Linked DNA regions of Mus musculus: region 2 is linked to region 1. The links are chromatin contacts, called in public HiChIP or PLAC-seq maps. All regions are on one chromosome and are shown on one strand. The core of a region is the stretch at or near the end of the contact, and the rest is flanking DNA. Distances in the headings are between cores, read along the strand shown.

Region 1 (3,681 bases), core at 1,182-3,681:
TAGATGTTAGGAATTGAACTCAGGTAAATATGAAAAAAACAGTGCTCTGGAAGAACAATGTGTACTTTTAACTGCTGAGCCATCTCTCTATCTCTTATTTTTCTTTTAATGTACGCTACTTTACTAATGTATTGATGCAGTTTCTAGCATTTATCTTCTAGCTTTATTGTACTTTTACCTGAAAGGAAAAAGTTAGATTCTTTCATATAAGCAAACACTTATTTTGTATCTGAAAATGCATATTTAAAGAAAGAATACATATAATACATATTCTGCTTCTATTGGATGAAATATTCTACAGATATCTACCAAGTCCTCTTGAATTGTAATATAGTTTAACTGTTTAATATATTAAGGACATGTAGCTCACAACTGCTGACATGTGCACTGCGCTCCCACTTTTTCTGCAGTGTCTAAGACATCACAGTCCCCAAAGGAGTGACTTCCCTGCTCCTACAAAGAAAGAAATCAAAGATGAGATGACCTTTCTACTTCATCCTAAGATGGGACCATGTGCAGAGTGGTTTATATTACATACTGATGACTGGGAGTGTAATTTATTGAACATTTGCACTGGGAATTAAGTTAAGTTCTTATTCCATGCTTGGACAACATTGAGAAATGTTTTGTCTTTCAAATAATAACATCTCAGTTTTCTACCAATATTATGTCCCTAAATAAATTTAAAGCTTTAGTTTTAGTTTTACCATTTCCTTACACATACATACACACACACACACACACACACACACTCTCACACACTACTATGGTTTTTTTTTTTGTGTGGCTTTTAAAAACATTTCAGGTCTGGTGAGATGGCTCAGTGGATAAGGGCATTGACTGCTCTTCCAAAGGTCCTGAGTTCAAATGCCAGAAACCACATGGTGGCTCACAACCACCAATAATGAGATCTGGCATCTTCTTCTGCTGTGTCTGAAGTCAGCTACAGTGAACTTATGTATAATAATAAATAAATCTAAAAAAAAAAAAAAAGAAATTATGGCCGGGCATGGTGGCGCACGGCTTTAATCCCAGCACTCGGGAAGCAGAGGCAGGCAGATTTCTGAGTTCGAGGCCTGCCTGGTCTACAGAGTGAGTTCCAGGACAGCCAGGGCTATACAGAGAAACCCTGTCACCAAAAAAAAAAAAAAAAAAAAAAAAAAAGTTTCTAGCCAGGTAGTGCTGGCTCATGCCTATAATCCCAGCACTTGGGAGACAGAGGCAGGCCGATCTGTGAGTTTGAGGCTAGCCTGGTCTACAGAGAAAGTTCCAAGTCAGACAGTGCTACATGGAAAAAACATATCTTGAAAAATCAAAAGCATTTATCTCCTCAATTATATGTTTACAGGTTGTTTGCCTATGTGTACATATGTGTGCTGTGCATATTCATAGATGCCGGAGAGGGTGCTGGAAACCAAACCCAACTCCTCTGGGAAATATCAAGGACTTTCAAGAGCTGAGCCATCTCTTAAGCCCCAAGTTTGTTTGGTTTTTTTTTTTTTTTTGAGATAGTTTACTCATACTACAGTTCTAGTCGGACTGCAGCACACTATGTAGTACAGGCAGACCTTTATAACTTATAGTCCTCCTGCTTCAGCATCCCAAACACTGACCTAGCATTTACACCTATTTCTGAATTGCAAAGAATTCAACTTGCAAAACCAAAGAACTAAAAGGAACTAAGCATGTCTCAGTGGTTAAAGGAACTAAGCAATGTCTCAGTGGTTAAGTGCATTTGCACAGGTCCAGGGTTTAGTTCCTAGTACCTAAGTCAGGTGGCTCACACAGTCTGTAACTACAGAGGATCTAAGTATCTGACCTCTCTGGTCACCTATATTCACAATGCATACATCCCAAACACATACAGTATGGGATGCATATGTCCCATACACATACAGTATGTAGAGACAGATGGATCTCTATGAGTTTGAGGCCAGCCCAGTATATACAGTGACTTCCAGACACCCAGGACTATGTAGAAATAATTAATCTCAAAAGTAGTAGTAGTAGTAGTAGTAGTAGTAGTAGTAGTAGTAGTAGTAGTAGCAGTAGCAATAGCAGTACTAGTAGTAGTAGTAGTAGTAGTAGTAGTAGTAGTAGTAAAATAAAAAATACACTTTTAAAGAAACTGACTTGAATAAGTTACTGAACAGAAATAAAATTAAGTTACTAAGAAGTTTTTTTTTGTTTTGTTTGTTTGCCTTTTGTTTGTTGTTGTTGTTGTTTGGTTTTTCGAGACAGGTTTTCTCTGTGCAGTCCTGGTTGTCCTGGAACTCACTCTGTAGACCAGGCTGGCCTCGAACTCAGAAATCTGCCTGCCTCTGCCTCCCAAGTGCTGGGATTAAAGGCGTGCCCCACCACCGCCCAGTGCCTTTTGTTTTTTTGAGACAGAGTTTCTCTGTATAACCTTGGCTATACTAGAATTCACTCTGTAAACCAGGCTGCTGACCTTGCTTGCACTCATGGTGACCTGCTAGGATTAAAAGTGTGCACCACCACTGCTCAGCTTACTATGAAATATTTTAAAGAGTGTTATTGTATAACAATGTCCTAAAACATTCAGTCTCACTGTTTGAATTACAGAGGTGGGTGGGGAGGGTGCACTGGAATTTAGTTACCCATGGAGATGAGAGGCACAGGATATTTTAATTAGAGAACATCTCTCTGGTCTCTACAGAGAAGTGAAGACTCAAGATGTTCTAAATGGAGTCTCTGTACTGGGGAAGTTAACAATTCAGGAGCTTCATCAAATCCCTAAAACACATCAGATATACTAGACCCCTACTCTCTACCTCACGGTAAGCATAAGAACTACTCTTGCTGGGCAGTGGTGGCGCATGCCTTTAATCCCAGCACTCAGGAGGCAGAGGCAGGCAGATTTCTGAGTTCGAGGCCAGCCTGGTCTACAGAGTGAGCTGCAGGACAGCCAGGGCTACACAGAGAAGCCCTGTCTCGAAAAACCAAAAAAGAAAAAACAGAAACTAGCCAGGCTGCCTGGAAACAAAACAAAACAAACTTTCTACCTACTGAGGGGCTTGCTTACAAGCACTGAAGTGAGCTCCAGGTGACCTTGAGTGTCACCCACGCTGGGGTAGGATGTTGAGAATACCATTTCTGCTGAAAAGGGAGGGAGGGAGGGAGAGAGGGAGGGAGGGAGGGAGGGAGGGAGGGAAGAAGACAATTCATTTGTTAGGTGATGGATGGATGGATGGATGGATGGACAGACAGACAGAAAGGAAAATTCATGCTCTAAGTTAAGACTGGTGGTATCCATTTGCAGACTATCACCAGTTCTCTATCTGGGGTGAATAGACATTTATTCACTAGTGGTACATAAGTATTAACCATTATCAGTTTCTGTAGTTGTTGACACAGTGTCAATATTTAATAGATCACCTCAATTTATTTTCTTTCTTTCTTTCTCTCTCTCTCTCTCTCTCTCTCTCTCTCTCTCTCTCTCTCTCTCTCTCTCTCTCTTTCTTATGTTTTTCTGTTTTACAAGACAGGGTAGCCGAGCGTGGTGGCACACACCTTTAATCCCAGCACTTGGGAGGCAGAGGCAAGCAGTTCTGAGTTTCTGAGTTCAAGGCTAGCCTGGTATACAAAGTAAGTTCCAGGACATCCAGGGCTATACAGAGAAACCCTGTCTCGAAAAACCAAAAAACAAAAACAAACAAACAA
Region 2 (3,519 bases), core at 496-2,995, 380 kb after region 1:
TGGGGTCTGACCTGCAGTGTGGTGGATCTATCCAGTGCTACTCCATTGGAGAAAACTAATTTTCCCTTATCTAGCAGGCACCAATCCCTCTATTGAGCCCCTCCCCTTAGGGCTTAGGGATCCTCCGTGCAGCAGAGGAGGAGGAAACCTGGTGGGTGACTGCAAAGGAAAGAGTGTCATGCAGACAAGAGGGCTGGTACACACATGAGCTCGTAGAGACCTTGACAGTACTCACCAGCCCTGCATGTGTTCAAGCCAGACAAAACCCCAGTTCTGAGAAGTGAAACAAGGCCCCACTTCCAGCCAAGAAGCGATTTGAAACTCCTGAATATTTTAATGAATTAATGAATTGATTTTAAAAACGTATTCACTTTACATCCTGCTCACTGTCCCCCTCCTGGTCACTCCCTCCCACAGTCCTTCCACCACACTCTCTCCCCTTCTCTGAGTGGGTGCCTCCTGTTCGTATCCCCCCACCCTGACACTTCAAGTCTCTGAGAGGTTAGGTACTTCCTCTCCCACTGAGGGCAGACAAGGCAGCCCAGCTAGAAGAACATATCCCACAGACAGGCAGTGGCTTTTGGAATAGACCCTGCTCTAGTTGTTGGGACCCACATGAAGACTAAGCTGCATATCTGCTACACACACACACACACACACACACACACACACACACACACACACAGCTAAACAGAGAATTCTCAACAAAGGAATCTTGAATGACCGAGAAGTGCTTGAAGAAATGTTCAACATCATGAGTCATCAGGGGAGTGCAGATCAAAACGATTCTGAGGTCCCATCTTAGACCCATCAGAAGGACTAGGATAAAAAACTCAAGCGATAGCACATGCTGGCAAGGATGTGGAGCAAGTGGGAACACTCCTCCATTGCTGGTGGGAGTGCAAACTTGTCCATCCACTTTAGAAATACATTTAGCAGTTTCTCAGAAAACTGGGAATAGTTCTACCTCAAGACCACTCCTGGGCATATATCCAAAAGATGTTCTACCATCCCACAAAGGCATTGGCTCAACTATGTTCACAGCAGCTTTATTCATAATAGCCAGACACTGGAAACAACCTAGATGTCCCTCAACTGAAGGATGGGTAAAGAAAATGTGGTATATATACACAATGGAATACTATACAGCTAAGAAAAACAAAGTCATCATGGATTTTGAAGGCTAAAGAATGGATCTTGGGTATATCATTCTGAGCGAGGTAACCCACTCCCCCAAAGGACATGCACGCTGTATATTCACGAATAGGTACATTTTAGCCATAAAATGCAGGATGCCCATGTTATTCTCCACAAACCCAAGAGGCTGGACAGGAAGGCGGGCCCAGGCAAGGATGCTTGAGCCTCACTTGGAAGGGGAAATGGGATGTGGGGTTTTATTTTGTTTTGTTTTGGTAGTGGTGTGTGGCTGGAGAGGTAGCTCAGTGGTTAAGAGCCCTTGCCGAGGGGGAGCTGTCCCCTTCTTCTGGACTCCTTGGGCACCTGCACTCATACACACAAACATACCCCCCACAGACAAATATACACACACACATGATCTAAAAAAAATTAAAGGAAAAAAAGATAGACAATTCTGAAATATGTAGCAGCAAACAGGTAGCGATCACCCCTCCCTGGGACCTTTGTAACCACCCAGCCCAAGCAGAGAGCTACCTGGGTAGAGCCCCACCACCAGAGACTCTCCCAGACACGGTCACACCTAGGTATTTCCTGGCTCCAACATCACTGTGCTAATGTTTTACATGCTGTGTCTCCTTTGATCTCTGTAGCAGTTCCTTCCAGAAGGAGCTGTTCTGAGTGTTGAGCTGGGTCCTTCTGCCCTTCAGAGGTTCTCCCCACCCCACCCTACCCCACCCCGCTCTGTGCCCAGGGAGACTCATTGTCACCCACAGCCTCAGCAGGCCCCCTTGTGTTCTGCCTTCTGGTTGGGTTGGGTCAGCGAGAGGTGGGGATTATTGGCTCCTATGGTAAAATGCATCCTCTCCCCCCTGCCCATTATCCCGCTGGCACTGGTCCCCACCTTCCACCCCTGAGACTGCACCAATCCTCGGGTGCTCTAGGAGTTATTTCTATTGCCCCACAGTGGAGGGTGTGATCTCTTACAGGGGAAGGAGCATGAGGAAGCTTGGTCACTCCAGCCAGGAAGCCCAGAGCTGGTTGCATATTGGTACCTTCACCCTTTCTATTCAGCCCAGGACCGAAATCTCTGGAACGGTGCTGCCCACATTTAGCTCGCATCTCCTCACATTAGCCCAATATAGACAGTCTCTCACAGGCACAGCCCTGAGCCCGTTAAACCCGGTTGACTTACCCACCCCTTAACGGCCACAGAGAGCAAAGGTGAACCACAGCCTGTTGTGTTTTTGAGGTGCCCTGACTTCTCTTTGCCCTCATTGGCTGGCAGCCCACTGCCTCTCGCCGTTGGTTTTAATGGTCACTGCATGTTCCCGAGGGTTGGTCTATGCTTGCACAGGGCTCAGTTTCACATTTGGGGCTGGCTTGGGATGCTGTTTCCCTTAAACAACAGGTCGTGGGCACACTTGGGGTGGGGCTGTGAGCAGAGTTGTAAGGCAGTCTGTGTTTCTGACTCCCCTAGACTAGCTAGCACCTTGAGTTTAGGTTCCACGTGGGCAGGCCAAGACTCTCTTCCAGCTGGTGTGAATAAGTTTGGGGGAAATTGACAGAGTTGAGCTGGGCGAGGCTGGGATGTGAGCAGTCTCTAGAGTGGCTACATGCTTACTCTACTATGAGTGTACATAAGTGAGAGCATGAGTAGCAGAGAGTGTGTGGATGCAGGGTGGGGACATGGGCTGAGCGAGGGAGTGTGTGTGTGCTCAAATCAAGGCTGATTTAGGAAGGCTGCAGCGCCCTCTGGTGGCCAAATCAGAATTCCAACACGTGTGTCTATCCCCGCCTCCTCCACTGCCTCCTCTTCCCTTGCCGCTAGCAGCCATCAGCAACTCCACCCTTTCCCAAAGCAGGCTTCAGCCTAGGTCATACTCACTATCCACCCTAGCTTCACCCCCAAGCTTCAGGGCTCTTTCCTTCCCCCAGTGCTGCCTCCTTTGACTTCAGGGAGTTGTGAAAGTTTAAGGAGAATGGAGGGAAGAACCGAATTGTATAAAACACAACTTTATTGCTTTTAAGGAAACGGACTTGGATATGTCAAGGATATACGCCGGGGATATGACAGGATACGCATGCCTCCAAGGTCCTGGCTACAGGGTGCAGAGGGCTCAGCACCCTGGTGGGAGGGAGAAGGTAGAGGTTGGCAAAGGGGGATTGAGAGGGACCCGTGGGTGTGTCTCAAGCAGCAGTAGACCTGCTAGCCACACTTGCTCTTTGGCCTCCAGAAGGTTGTGCCAAACCTTCTCATGGTTGAGTAGTAAAGCCTCCCTCTGGCTGGCTGTCCCCAGTCCAAAGCCAGCACCTCTCCTCTGAGATCCCCCAGTTCTTTTTGCTGTTGCTATGTCTGATGGAGAGCCCCATCTCCTTTCTTTC

The links. HiChIP or PLAC-seq counts read pairs in DNA pulled down with a chosen protein or histone mark.
Region 2: an H3K27ac HiChIP or PLAC-seq map of embryonic stem cells shows a contact between it and region 1, with 6 read pairs. The contact joins two enhancer-like sites. A contact is called at or near these places in 1 of 39 promoter capture datasets (hippocampal neurons) and 1 of 115 datasets of contacts at active chromatin or transcription factors (embryonic stem cells).

The regions. Positions count from the first base shown.
Region 1 is chr4:126,940,565-126,944,245 of GRCm38.p6, forward strand. All of the region lies in intron 2 of Zmym4 (zinc finger, MYM-type 4), which reads right to left. Among named protein-coding and RNA genes, the nearest start is that of Zmym4, 26 kb to the right of the region's middle. Within about 2 kb of position 2,432, at least 7 of the 459 cell types and tissues checked have an H3K27ac peak or open chromatin away from gene starts, as enhancers often do. A contact at or near this core is called in embryonic stem cells, where this site is marked.
Region 2 is chr4:127,322,101-127,325,619 of GRCm38.p6, forward strand. It overlaps Gjb3 (gap junction protein, beta 3), which reads right to left. Exons shown (of 2, transcript NM_001160012.1): 2 at 3,135-3,519. Among named protein-coding and RNA genes, the nearest start is that of Gm40251, 5.5 kb to the right of the region's middle. Within about 2 kb of position 1,746, at least 41 of the 459 cell types and tissues checked have an H3K27ac peak or open chromatin away from gene starts, as enhancers often do. A contact at or near this core is called in embryonic stem cells, where this site is marked.